Linked DNA regions of Zea mays: region 2 is linked to region 1. A link is a contact called in public Hi-C data. All regions are on one chromosome and are shown on one strand. The core of a region is the stretch at or near the end of the contact, and the rest is flanking DNA. Distances in the headings are between cores, read along the strand shown.

Region 1 (7,668 bases), core at 2,882-5,381:
CACCTATGCCCAGCATCACGTCGAGGGGAGATTCGCCGCACAGGCTTCTCAGATCTAAGAGAAGAGTGTCGCCGGTCACCAGGACCTCTAGATGGAGTGTGCTCCCGCCTTGGATCAGCTCCGCGCTTCCTTTCCCGCTCTCTCTCCTTCTCCCGGCGCTCACGAAGGCGTTCTCTTTCACGCTCTCTTTCATGTTCGCGCTCCCTTTCTCTTTCGCGTTCTCTTAGTAGTCTTTCAAGGTCCCTTTCCCTTTCACGTTCTCTTTCTCTTTCACGGTCTCGAAAATCCCGTAACTCACGTTCACGTTCCCACTCAAGCTCTTTCTCTCTTTCCAGTATTAGGTCCCTTCGGCGCTCTTCATCTCTTAGATCCAATTCACGACGAGAACCGATCCGATCAATTCTACGGTCATCAATCATTGATACACCTGGATGTACATGGGGTAAGATGCTATCTCGGTAATCAGGATCCGAAGATGGATGGAGCAGGCCTTTCCCTGAGGCATAATCACGTCCAGGAGGAAGACCTGCACCAAAACCAGCACTTGATGATCTTTGTCCATAGAGGCTGTCAATGTTTGTCCTCGGAGCTCCTTCCAACAATGAGGCTGCTTGCTGTCTTCCATATGGAGTAGTCCCAAGAATGGACATGTTGTGGTTATCAGCATCAACTCTTCCATATACACCAATTTCCTGGGATGCTTGATGAACTGGAGCAGACCTTCCTGCAAAGTAATCGGCTTGTCTGCCAGAAATGCATACTATACTCAGTGCATGCGCTATGTTCTATTGCAGTGATAAACGCACAAATGATTGTTACTGAGTAGTCTTCCAAGAATATCAATGAGAAGAACCAAAACAGCTAACGGAAACAAAGGCTACAGCAGAAATAATTTACCAAACACATGGTCATTCAATTGATGCACTGTTATATCATGAGTGACAGTAAAACTCTAACAATAACTAACAGCCTTATAGATTCATTTCATATAACCTGACTGAGATAGTATACCTCGTATCAGATCCAGGCTGCAGCTGACCTTTCAAGAGCTGCTGATGGCGCATTGATGAACTCTAGGAAATCAAAAGGATTCAATAAACGACATGCTATCAGAAAGAACAAAACAGTGCTTTGTAAGTAAGGAAACAAAAATCTACCTGCTCCATATGATCATAAACTTGTGAAAAACAAAAGGATTGCAACAGTGCACTGGTTATTTAAAATATATAGGGAGAAAAGCAAAAAAGAAAAACAGAGAAAGAAACCTGATGACCAGCAGCTATCTGATCAGTGTATCTTCTATCCAAATCACTGAGACCATCCCTTCTACCAAGATTGGCCGAGTGTTCACCATACATACGTCTCTCTAGTGGATAATCTGTGCCATATTGGTCTTGCTTCTGTGCATAACCTCGCACAGCCATATAGTCATCATTTGGTCTTGCCAGGCCAGACCCCACAGGTGCAGATGTGAACTTGGATGACTCAGTGAGAGAAGTTGGACGATTTGGCAAGCTAGGAAGACTTGAAGAAGCTGGACCTTTGCCACCAAGTCCACCAACCTGTTGGAAAGAACGAGGATATTCAGTTGAGATATTTGCCAAAAAAAATGTGGGAACCACATGCAACTGCAACAGTACAAGTTGAAGATCACAAGAAGTGAACTCTAACCAATAAGAGAAAATGACTGAAACAGCTGAAACATGTGATTGGCAGGGATTGACATGAAGGAAGGGTCACTTGAGTGACTAAAACAAGGGTTAAACAAAGCTCAAATAACAGAAATGCATATGAATGGTTATGGTAGGCACAAATTCCTTCATAGACTCATAGCAGCCACTATTCAGGGTACAAACTTAGTATCATGGTTTTAAATAGCCAGATATAGATGTGTGGCATATGATGTTGTGGGTGTACTTAATTTTGGCACCTTGCCATGCATTACAAATGCAACTAAAAACCTACAGACACAAATCAAGTTCTTATCATTGCAATATACAGCCAACAATCCACGAAGAGAAGTAGAAATGCTATTTGATGTTTGCTGAGTGTAAAAGCTATGAAAGAAGTATCATCCTGGCCCTTAATATAGAAGAAATTACAGTTGGAGAACAATCAAACAGATTAATATCCCAAATGGTACAGAGCAGCTGCCACAAAAATAAATAGGATAGCTACGGGGGTGCGGAGATAAGACATGGATTTCTATTTATAGCTGGTAAATAATGACAACTTTGATGTTATTCTGTCTACGAAACCAGTGTTAAAAAAATCCGTCTACTAAGGGAACACTTAGGCTCTAGGTGGTGATCAGAAGCTGCAGTTAGGGCACAATCAGCAAGGCTAGGTGGCCAATTAGGCAAGCAAAGGTGATTAACAGTCCACAACACATAACTCCACATCCCCGAAAAACAAAAAAAAAATCAGCTCACATATGACACAGCTTCTGAAATACTGATCCCAACCTGCATAGTACAGAACATCAAGTCCCAGCAGATTCTGCTGCTGAATTGTCGGGGAACAAATCAAGTAAAAAACAACCAAAAAGGTAATAACATAGGATAAGTTAAGATTTTTTTCCAGTTCAATAAAACTGTATCTTAAGACTCCAAAACTGGACATAAAATGCCAGCTGGAGGTAACAAAGCTTAGCATGTTTTGTACAGGGGAACCTAATAAATGGATTTTTTGTTAACCAACTTCTCTTTCTGGAAGCATTTCCTGTTCCAAGATGTGTAGGACCTGATACAGATTTTGCTTAAGTTATTGCACAAACTGTTATAACAATATCGGTTACTGGAATTGATGGTATTTGTTTTGCATAATCCAAACAGAAGATGACCTTTTGCACCTAACTTCCAAAAATAAATATTTCATTGTCCTTTAATCTTGTGTTTCAAATTGCAGAGCATTACACAATAAGACAGAATATGTATTAGGAATGTAAAACAAGATTTTAGAATTCAGATTAGCAAGAAGGATAGCCAAGCACACATAGAAATTCTGCCAGCAATACTTCACAAAGATTTAATTGACGTAGCCTGGAATCAACAATCCCAAATGTCCATGTTGATCCATCAAATTTTCTAATGCCAAAAACAATGCAACTTTGTAACATTTTGACCCTATAACTACAAACTAAAGTACCATACCAGCAGCTTAAAAACTTCAATATTTTCCTTGAATCAAGGTTCCTCACTGATACAAGCAACACAAAAACAAAAAACAAGCTACACGACAAGTGCGCCAAACATATCAATGAGTGAGAATCAACACAATGGATAATAAATTTGTGTGATGAATTACATATTTCATCTAGAAAACAGCAAAGAAAAGAACAAAGCAGTTATAGTTGACCACCTGTTGGGTGCCATACACTGATGCATAAGGCCCTCCATACTGTGCAGCAGCCCCTTGTCCTCCACGCCCACCAAACCGACCACCATCAGTGCCACCTGCTGCTGTCGGGGCTGCAAATCCAGTGCTACTAGGCTGAAATAGAGAACATGACGGGAACACAAATTATCATTCATAACAAATCTGCGTCCAACAAAAAAACAGCAAGATCCTTCATAGAGCCTTACGATTTGGCTGTACGGCTGCTGCCCGCCGTAAGGCGGCGGCTGCCCGTAGTGGTTGGGCCCTTTGGGGGGAAACATGGCGGACGCACCAGCTTAGGGGCTCTTGCACGGGCACCAGACACGGACAAAACAATCCACGCGCACGAACAAACACCTGCGAGGAAAGAAGGAAACCCTAGATGTTTTAGCACCAAGAACGAACGAGGCTAGGAGTCCAACCAATACAGCCACCGTGTCCGCAGATTCGTTCCGCTGCCCGATGCATGAGCTAGGGTTTACCCACGAGATGGAAGAGAAGGCCAGATGGTGTCGGATGGAAGTGAATCCCCCCGTACGCAGAGCCGTGCCGGCGGCTGGAGCCTGAAGGCAACGGTTGGCAGCGGGAGAGCGGCGAGTGATGGCGGCGGGAGAGCGGCGGGAGCCGGAAGGGTTTCCGCGAGGGGTTCGGAGAACGCCAGCTAGTGGTGTAACCTGTTGCGTTTGCGCCTGTAATATCAGATGCTCGGTTATTATATTTTGCTCGGTTTTCCGTGCCCCTTGCCCTAATGGTCATGGGCCCCTATATTTCTCTCTTTCTACTTTATATTATATTAAAGTATCAATTTTAACGATCATTTTGTATCATCTTTTTATAAATAACTACTCACATCTATTTTATAAATAACTACTCACAACTATTTTAAATTAATCCGCTGCACATGTTTGTCTGATTGTCCCTTCCGCGTAACCATGTAGGGGCCCGCTAGGTTCAACGCTCGCGGGTCACAGCTTCGGCCTAGGCACGACACGTCGGCCTGCTGACCGTGTCAGACCAGCCCGTTAACCCGTCGGGCCATTTGGTTAAATCAACATAAAATATTAAAAAACGGTGCAGGAGATGAGGTTTGAACCATTCCCTCATGGAAGAAGAGCAGGAGACACTCGTTTAAGTCGTCTAGCCATTAAGCATCATACTTAGGTATTTTTAATATTGAATGTAAATTATACAAATATATATATATATATGATTTTTTGTAAAATAGAAAAATATAGCTCAAACGGCCTCTCGGTCGTCATGATGTTCTTGTGTGGATGATGAGCTCCAACCTGCTTCCCTGCTTGACATACGCTACAAATTTCTCAAAATGAACATTGGTTGGTCCTAAAATGTGTTCCCCTTTAGAAGCTTGTGAAGATTCTTTATCCCAACACGAGCAAATCGGCGATGTCAGAGCCAGCTTATGTTAGTCTTAGCAATTAAGCAAGTGTCTAGTTCGGCATTGGTATCTGTCGGAGAGGAAATCTCCGGCCGGGTGGCGGAGTGCACCCGCCCTAAATCCTAAGATGAGGAGGGGCCTAAGCGTTTTGCTTGTTGCGAGATGAAGGAATGAACACAAGAACACGCATGAGTTTAGAGTGGTTCGGGCCGCCGGATCGTAATACCCTTGTTGGGGACCATAATTAGGGGTACCCCCAAGACTCCTAATCTCAGCTGGTAACCCCCATCAGCACAAAGCTGAAAAGGCCTGATGGGTGCGATTAAGTCAAGGCTCGGTCCACTCAAGGGACACGATCTCGCCTCGCCCGAGCCCAGCCTCGGGCAAGGGCAGCCGACCCCGGAGGATTCACGTCTCACCCGAGGACCCCCTCAAGCAACGGACACACCTTCGGCTCGCCCGAGGCCCAGTCTTCGCCAAGAAGCAACCTTGGCCAGATCGCCGCGCCAACCGACCGTATCGCAGGAGCATTTAATGCAAGGGTGGCCTGACACCTTATCCTGACGTGCGCCCTTCAGTCGACAGAGCCGAAGTGACCGCAGTCACTTCGCCGCTCCACTGACCGGCCTGACAAGAAGACAGCGCCGCCTGCGTCACTCCGACTGCTGCGCCACTCGACAGAGTGAGGCTGACAGCAGCCAAGTCCGGCCTCGGGTGCCATAGGAAACTCCGCCTCGCCCGACCCCAGGGCTCGGACTCGGGCTCGGCCCCGGAAGACGACGAACTCCGCCTCGCCCGACCCCAGGGCTCGGACTCGGGCTCGGCCCCGGAAGACAACGAACTCCGCCTCATCCGACCTCAGGGCTCGGACTCGGGCTCGACCCCGGAAGACGACGAACTCCGCCTCGCCTGACCCCAGGGCTTAGACCCAGCCTTGGCCTCGGACGACAGTCTCCGTCTCGCCCGACCCGGGGCTCGGACTCGACCTCGACCTCGGAATACAGACTCGACCTCGACCTCGGAGGAGCCTCCACCTCGCCCGACCTAGGGCTCGGACCGACCACGTCACAAGAGGGGCCATCATTACCCTACCCCTAGCTAGCTCAGGCTACGGGGAACAAGACCGGCGTCCCATCTGGCTCGCCCCGGTAAACAAATAATGATGGCGCCCCGCGTGCTCCATGACGACGGCGGCTCTCAGCCTCTTACAGAAGCAAGGAGACGTCAGCAAGGACTCGACAGCCCCGACAGCTGTCCTTCCGCAAGGCTCCAGCGCTCCTCCGACGGCCACGACACCACATGAACAGGGTGCCAAGACCTCTCCGGCTGCCACGACGGCATGTACTTAGGGCGCTAGCTCCTCTCTGCTAAACACGTTAGCACACTGCTACATCTCCTATTGTACACCTGGACCCTCTCCTTACGCCTATAAAAGGAAGGTCCAGGGCTCTCTTACGAGAAGGTTGGCCGCGCAGGAGGACGGGACGACGCGCAAAGTCCCTCGCTCTCTCCCACGCGGACGCTTGTAACCCCCTACTGCAAGCGCACCCGACCTGGGCGCAGGACAACACGAAGGCCGCGGGTTTCCCCTTTTGCCTGTCTCCCTCCTCCTCTTTCCCCCTTCGTGCTCCGTCTCGCGTCGACCCATCTGGGCTGGGACACACGGCGACAATTTACTCGTCGGTCCAGGGACCCCCCGGGGTCGAAACGCCGACAGTTGGCGCGCCCGGTAGGGGCCTGCTGCGTGTTGACGAACAGCTTCCCGTCAAGCTCCGGATGGGTAGTCTCCAGCAACCTTTCCAACCTGGGACGGTGCTCCGTTTTGGGAGTCTTGAGTTCATGTCCCTCGACGGCAGCTACGACATGATACTCCTTCCTCCGCCGCGCGACAGCGACAATGGCGGTTGTCAGCCCGCCCGCCGGCGGCGGAATCAACGACGTCTTCCCCACGTGGTGGAAGAACAACATCCGAGTTTGTCCCGTCACCTCCCCCGCCGACGGAGGAGGAGGCGGGGCAACCGTGGCCAAGCAGGAGGCGGCACCTCATCGGCTGTCGAGCGAGTCGACGGCGCCGGCGCCCTGACGAGGGACACGTCGGGCGTCGACCTCGCGTCTGAGACGAAGACGAGCGCCGTTTCCCCGCAACACACCAACTCCAAGCGGACGGACGACGCCAGCACGCTCGCGAAGGACTTACTGGGCGTCACCCTCATACCTGAGACGACAGTGCAGTCCGCCCCTGACGTGACTTCGTCACCGCCTGTCGACCAAGAGGTACCGACCGATTCCCATCTCGTGCCTTTTGGATTCAGCCTCGAACCACCAAGCGACCCCGCTTTGGTGGAAGCCTTCATAGAGGCATGCACCAACCCTCCCAGGGTATCATATGCGGTCACCCTGGGACCGGCTGACGGCCGTCTCGACCTACGGACCCTCGGGTTCCGAGGAAGATGACGAGCCCGACTTTGGTTGGGATTTCTCCGGGCTCGGAAACCCCAGTGCCATGCGGGACTTCATGACCGCATGCGACTACTGCCTCTCCGATTGTTCCGACGGCAGCCGCAGCTTCGGCGACGAAGACTGCGGCCCAAGTCATGAATGTTTACACGTCGATCTAGGGGGTCCCGACGAAGGCAACCATCTTGGTATACCGGAAAACGGTGATCCCCCTAGGCCTGCGCCTCGCGTTGACATCCTTCGGGAGCTAGCTATGGTCCCAGTCCCTGCGGGGGGTCAGGACACACATCTCAAGCAAATCCGCGAGATGCAGGCCAGGCTCAACGAGGGAGCAGGAACACTTGAGCCGCTCCGTCGGAACATCGGGCAGGGAGGGGCAGACCGAGCTCCGGCCGGAGAAGCGCGTCATCTACCCCAGGGCATCCAGCTCCGCA
Region 2 (7,413 bases), core at 1,688-4,187, 360 kb after region 1:
AAAGTCTACTACTTGCACATCAACATCAGAAATACTACAGTTTGTTTATTCAATTTCCAAGCATGTGAACAAATATATCCAATTTTTCTTGTACAATGGAAAGATCAGCTTCATGTTAGGAAAGGGGTTACAAGCTAGAAGCTACATGAAAGAAACAAAATATCTGCATAATAAAATGTGTATCAATATTGATGGACTAACAAATCTTCCCTATTAGATGCAGTCAGTGAACAGATCAAGACAGAGTAAGATAGTAAGGATTTCTTCTACTAGAGATAAATGAACATTTGCAATAGATTTTTATCACCAGATACATTTTTTTCTTGAATATGCTGGAGAGTTGCGTTTCTTTGTATTATAGTGTGGAGTCACCAGATACAATTAAATAAAAGTGTTATGTAGCTACCTTTTTATCCACCCAATTTGCATAGTATAGTACGTATCTTGAAGGGAAAGACTAAATGTTTGGGGCACAATAATGTAGTTGGCCACCATACCATGAAGTACAGCAAATTACGAACAAGATTAATTGAATGTATTCCATACCATGAAATACTAGAGCTCAACGAATGTCAAAATAAGATGCATCCAAACAAACTGCAAAGCAGAAAGAAATGCTTACTTAAGAGTCACAACAACTGGATAGACAATGGCAGATGTTGTAATAATGATATGGAGTAGAATAACCACCTGCAAGAGGTGTATAGAAGTCATAAACGATAAATGGCACCTGGAAGATGCAGAATAGAGGACTGTCTAGTTTTACATCTAATTCAATCCTCAACACTTATACCTAAGAAATAACAAAAGAGAACTTCTCTACAAAATACTACGCAATCTTGTGAGTCAAACTTACATGTTCACCAATGAGCTTTCTTGTGATCAGCTTCTCAGCCATGAGTGCAACTAGTGGGAAAACTGGTAGAGTGAGGCTGAAATTGACAGATTGATTACTCCACAGTTCTTATTTGAAACCCATCTGAATTAAAAATGACAACAATTTCTACCAGCACATTAGAAGGGGCCAGTCACCCAGCGATCTTGCACTAAACCAAAATCCAGCTCTTATCAACAGGCCATACTGCACCAGCCAATTTAAATAAAACACAGAATGTGTCAGATTTACACTAGACAAATGCGCAGGAAGAAGACCAGATGTATTTCAGAAGGAGATGGATTGAGGGATCTGTAAATGAAGGTGAGGAAAATGAAAAAAGAAAGAAAGTAATAAACCTTCATTAAATTCTCAATAATGAGTCTGCTGTTCACTGCGATCAGAACAACAATGCATAGATTCAGAAGACCAGCATGGCTCTGCAATCAGGAGAAGTGCTTAGTTTCAAGACTTCAATTCTCCAGAGCAACCAATAAATACGGTTTGCAAAAAATAAGGATGATCTCAGTTGAAGTACAAGATAAAATGATATATGGAATACTGATATATTATAATCAAGTTAGCATGGACTCAATTATCAAAGCGTTGTCCACTGTGTAATCCCAGGAACCATGTAGGAGGCATGTGATGTATAAATATTCATGCAACTAACAGAGGATTATTTATCATCCAAATAAGCACTCCTACCTTCAAAACAGATTTAGAGTATGTGCAGAAACAACAAAGTCTAATAAAAGTATCACTAGAAAATTACGTCTCACGTGTTTCTGCTGTGATTTGAGCCCTATTAAGATTACACTGGGAAAAGGGCTCCGAGAGTAGCAAACAAAAATAATGTCAATGACAATAAAAATTGTCTAATAATATACCTATTAAAAAATGGAGGGCTAACCAGTTAAAACTTACAAGTGGTCCAATACAGTTCTATGTAGGTGCACAGTTATATGGTCCTCAACAAGAAGCAATGCCCCAAGCAGGAAAGCCAAGGTGTACAAACAATGTAACACGCATTGTAGTTAGAAAAGTCAGCATTAATAATACTGGGGGCACTGCAGGTGCTGTCCCAACAACTGTCCACATCACTATAGTGAGTACCGCCAACAATGAATTCAATGATTCATTCGCTCATCCAGTCATCCGTTTCGACAAGCCAAAGCTCCTCCAGTGGTAACGGTTACGCTCGTTGTTTGCTGCTTCAGCCGGCCGATGCCAAATTCTGCGTGGCATGCATCTGGCACCCGCGCACCGGCACTGGTCCCCCTGATCCCAAAACAAGTAAACACCGACCTCAATCGCAGCAGCATATGCCCCCCACGAAACGAATTGTGCCCATTCGAGTACACGCGCACAATCTATCCACAATTCCGAAGCCCAAGGCCCACAATAAAACATCCGTGCGCGCGAGATGGCAACCGGCAGTGTTAAGCTACCGATAGCACAAAGTGTGATTTGAACACACACACACACACACACACCAACCAAAAAAAAACAGAGGCAGAGTTGACTGGAAGCAACAAACAATTTGCAGGATTTTGCAACTGGCGTGGATCGAAGCACAAGCGCGGGGATCAAACAATCGCTTACAAACAGCGAGCCTAAAATTCGCGTCTCCTCACCTGCCGGAAGATGGCGTCAGAGCTGAGGGGGCTCTCCTTGACGCGGCGGTGGGCGGGCGCCGACGCGCGGTAGTATAGCATCTCGTGCTGCTGCTGCTGCTCCTGCGGCGGCGGATTCGTCGGCGGTTGCGGCTCGCCGTTCTCCCGCAAGCCTACCGAGGAATCGCCGGCAAGGTCGCCGGCGTCGGCTGAGGGGGCGCGGCGGAGGCGAAGGGAGGACGAGTCGCCCGCGTCGCGGCCAGGGCCGGCGCGATCGGAGGCGGCAGGCATGGAGGGGGGCGGGGCCATGCGAGGAAGGTTCCAGAAGGTGAGGGAGCGGGGCTTTGGGGGTGCGATACTTTGGGGCAGCGGTGGCGGTGGCGACCTTGGTGCCTGGTGGGGAGGGGAGGAGCCGAGGTGCGTGTTTTGATGCGGGTGTTGGGCTGCGCGGCGGCTGACGCACAAAAGCGCGGGGGCGAGATGGCGGCCTCGAAAAGGGGACACGTGGACGGGCGAGCTTGCCAGGCGTCCTCACCGTCACCGGCTTGGTTGGAAGGGTCCGGTCGGGCGAGTCGTCGCAGGCAGCAGTCGGGAGCGGGGAGCCTGTCTGTCTCGTTTGATCGATCGTTCCAGCCGCGTTGAGGCTGAGGATGGCACGTCCCTCTTGTGGAACGTACCTAAAGATGGGAGAAAATCAAACTTGGCCATGGAGATTTGTGTGCTCCGGAAAATCCACACCTGTAAGCACCACCTATATCATTAGTAAACGTGCCTCGTACAAAATTTAACATATTTTAAAATCAGGATTCCTACAAACATTCAACACGAATTGTTCTAAAACTTACATGAGCGAGAGTGAACCGTTGATCAGGGTTATTTATGTAGAACATGTTTGGTTGCCATCATTAAGGAGTGTTTCGGAACACATTTTTAAAAATATCACAGTATACAAAATGTCATGACGTAATATTATTTTTTATTATATTAAAGTATCAATTTCGATAGTAGTTCTGCGTCATATTTTAAAAAAACATCCTCATATTTCTTTATAAACTAACATGCGGTTCTCTTTTTCATCTATCCGTAGTACGTACGCACACAACAGGCTTCGCTCAGCCATGCGGCATCCCTGGTGTCTCGTCCATTGGGTTTATCGTTTCCCAACGACTGCACGAACCCTCCACGCACAACGCGGGGTCTACTCCAGACTCATCGTGCTCTGACGCCCCACGATCTCCCAACAGTAGCGAGAAACCTCCACGCACAACACGGAGTCTATCGTGAACCCAACGCACGCGGACCGTCCGGTGAAATCCAGTCTAGCCCAAGTTTGGCTCTTTTGAGCCAAACCCCTTCACTTCTTTTTTACTCTCTTTTTAATGATTCCTATTATTTAGACAAATATAGTTAGCAACAAAAATAATTGACTAAGAGCTAGAATCATACATTTATCACTTCATTTCAAAATGGTTTGCAATATGCTCAAGCTAAGTCCAAATAATGCCACTTTACTTTCACAAACAAGTTAGTAGTCAAACAAAGGTACAAGAAACAAAATATAGTGTAAGTGCAACTTATTCAAATACTTAAACCTTCTGTTTTTATAGTTTTACCCAAGGTTACACTTTTTGTCTTCCAATCCAACTCATTTTGGACTTCACATATTCAATTTTCTTGACTTAAACCTGTGCTCATGCTCATATGAACAATGTTAGTTAAAAGTGGTGTGTTGATCATTTAATCACCAAAACAACTAGAAATTGCCCAAGGCACATTTCCCTTTCAATCTCCCTCTTTTGGCGATTTATGCCAACACATCTAAAGCAACTCAAAGCTACTAACATAACTAAATATGAGCCAACTTTTGCAAATTGAAGTCAAATCAAACAACAATTGAATAAGTATAGGATTTGACATATGTGGATCATTTTGCCACCACTCGTTTTGAATTTTGCAATCAAACTCAATTTTCTCACTTTTAAGTCAAAAACTCTTTTAGTTTTGCAACTCAAACAATTTTTAGAAATTAGTTTTGATCAAGTGTCAAAAACTCCCCCTTTTCCATAATAAAGTCTTCTCCCCCATAAGAGAATAGTTTTGCAATAAGAGAGCTCCTCTTTGCAATCAAAAAGGTCAGGATAGAGTCGAGTCGGACTTGGCTTACTCTTGTTGTGAACGTCCTAGCTTCTCCTCCTTGACATATTGGCCTTTCCCAAGTTCTTGCTAGCCCTCTCTAAGGTTCCTAATCATCAAAAGATTCACGACACCAAGCATAAGCTCTAAAACACTATTGACTAGGTTAGAACTAACTTGGAGATTTAGCTGTTGTGCACCTGCTCGTGTTGCCGGTCCATACATTGTTTGTATGGGAGTGAAGTCCTCATCAAACTGGGATCGCCACCACCTAGAAGAAACTAGGTCCCTCTAGGGTGGTCTCAAGGACTTCGTCTTCATCCACATTTTCCCTTCCGCGGTGGTTGTCGAAGGCATGCGCCCTTTCGTCGGGTGTTAAGGCGGTGCCTTTGCTCCGTGGCATAGGCCCGCTCAAGGGTGTCTTTGCTTGCTGAAGATCCCTTGTCTGTTGGTGCCTTCGCTATTAGTGAGCCCCCTCTTGCGCGGGCCTTCATATAGTCATTGTTAGTGGAGACCATCGAAGGGACCTTCGTTGGTGCGGGTCTGGCGAAGTTCTCTAACGCGTGGAACACTGCACTTAAACATGGGTTACTTTCGGCCTACGCAGGGCTGATCAAGGTCGGGTTCGGCCTTCGCTCCAATAATCACCGCACTCCAATCGCCATCGAGCCATATAGATGCTGATTGCCAAGAGTAACAAGCACTAGACTTTTACTTGGCTAAGATAAGCCTAATGTGGGTGGTGGATGCACACAAATCTCTCTTTAGGCACTAATGAGGTTGCTAATAACAAGATCCACAATTCTCTAATCTCCTCACGGTGCTAAGCGTCTTCGTTTCTCTCAAAAGGTTGCTTTAGCTATTGAAAGGGGCAAGACATCTTAAGAAGCAATGGACACATCCGGTGTTACTGCAAACTGTGCAAGGCATGCTTTATCTATTTTTTGTGTTTCCTTCCAAATTTTGTGTGGGCTATCTTGGATTATCAGTGAAAGTATCCTGGGGGGGGGGGGTGAATAGGCGGAATCTAAAATTTACAAACTTAAGCACACACTACAAGCCGGGGTTAGCGTTAGAATTAAATTCGAGTCCGAAAGAGAGGGAAAACAAATCAACAAGGAAATAAAGCGAATGAACACGATGATTTGTTTTACCGAGGTTCGGTTCTTGCAAACCTACTCCCCGTTGAGGTGGTCACAAAGACCGGGTCTCTTTCAACCCTTTCCCTCTCTCAAACGGTCACTTAGACCGAGTGAGCTTCTCTTCTCAATCAACCGGGACACTAAGTCTCCACAAGGACCACCACACAATTGGTGTCTCTTGCCTTGATTACAATTGAGTTGGAAACAAGAAAGAAGGAAGAAGAAAAGCGATCCAAGCGCAAGAACTCAAATGAACACAAATGTCACTCTCTCTAGTCACTATTTGATTGGAATGAACTTTGGACTTGGGAGAGGATTTGATCTCTTGTTTTGTGTCTTGGAGTGAAGTCTAGAGCTCTTGTATTGAATGCAATGGCTAAAAACTTGGATACATTGAAGTGTGGTGAAGGACCGTTGGTGAGGGCTTCTGTCGTATGGCGCACCGAACAGTCCGGTGCGCCACCGGACACTGTCGAGTGCGCCAGCCACGTCACCAGGCCGTTGGGTTCCGACCATTGGAGCTTCTGACAACTGGGCCACCGGACAGTCCGGTGGTACACCGGACAGTCACTATTCACTGTCTGGTGCGCCTTCTGGCGCTGCTCTGACTTCTACGCGCAGGCGCGCACTGTTCACTTTCACTGTTCCTTTGCAGACGACCGTTGGCGCGAAGTAGCCGTTGCTCTGCTGACACACCGGACAGTCCGGTGAATTATAGCGGAGCGGCCTCCCCGAATTCCCGAAGGTGAAAGTTCAGTGTGGAACTCCCTGGTGCACCGAACACTGTCCGGTGGCACATCGGACAGTCCGGTGCGCCAGACCAGGGCTGCCTTTGGGTTGTCTTTTGCTCTTTTTATTTGAACCCTTTATTGGCCTTTTAATTGGTTTGTGTTGAACCTTTGGCACCTGTAAAACTTATAGTCTAGAGCAAACTAGTTAGTTTAATTATTTGTGTTGGGCAATTCAACCACCAAAATTCATATAGGAAAATGTTTGACCCTATTTTCCTTTCAATCTCCCCCTTTTTGGTGATTGATGCCAACACAAACTAAAGCAAATATAAAAGTGCAGAATTGAACTAGTTTGCATAATGTAAGTGCAAAGGTTACTTGGAATTAAACCAATATTCATTTCATAAGATATGCATGGATGGTTTTCTTCTTATTTAAAATTTTGGACCAACGCTTGCACCATTTGTTTTGTTTTGCAAATGTTTTGGAAATTCTTTTCAAAGTTTTTGCAAATAGTCAAAGGTATATGAATAAGATTTTGAGAAGCATTTTCAAGATATGAAATTTTCTCCCCCTGTTTCAAATGCTTTTCCTTTGACTAAACAAAACTCCCCCTCAAAGAAATTCTCCTCTTAGTGTTAAAGAGGGTTTTAGATATTAATTTTGAAGAGGTTATACCAATTTGAACTTATATAAAAAATAAGCTACCAATTTGAAAATCTTAAAAAACATTTCTTTAATACAAATTGAAAGACTACAAATTTTTGAAATTGGTGGTGGTGCGGTCCTTTTGCTTTGGGCTAATGCTTTCTCCCCCTTTGGCATGAATCGCCAAAAACGGATACTTGTGAGTGAAATATAAGCCCTTTTTCAAACTTTCTCCCCCTTTGGTAAATAATATAGGAGTGAAGATTATA

Evidence for each region. Hi-C and Micro-C count contacts between places; a contact is called where the count stands out from the background.
Region 2: a Hi-C map of leaf shows a contact between it and region 1, with 4 times the contacts expected there. The contact joins the promoter of LOC103629820 here to the promoter of LOC103629816 in region 1. A contact is called at or near these places in 6 of 25 Hi-C or Micro-C datasets (ear, endosperm, leaf and 2 more).

The regions. Positions count from the first base shown.
Region 1 is chr6:114,829,669-114,837,336 of Zm-B73-REFERENCE-NAM-5.0, forward strand. It overlaps LOC103629816 (protein SHORT ROOT IN SALT MEDIUM 1), which reads right to left and starts at 4,132. Exons shown (of 22, transcript XM_008650917.3): 1 at 3,861-4,132; 2 at 3,585-3,735; 3 at 3,361-3,492; 4 at 1,266-1,562; 5 at 1,012-1,073; 6 at 4-744. The coding sequence starts at 3,659.
Region 2 is chr6:115,187,641-115,195,053 of Zm-B73-REFERENCE-NAM-5.0, forward strand. It overlaps LOC103629820, which reads right to left and starts at 2,938. Exons shown (of 16, transcript NM_001397542.1): 1 at 2,512-2,938; 2 at 1,234-1,314; 3 at 1,008-1,081; 4 at 857-932; 5 at 623-690. The coding sequence starts at 2,799.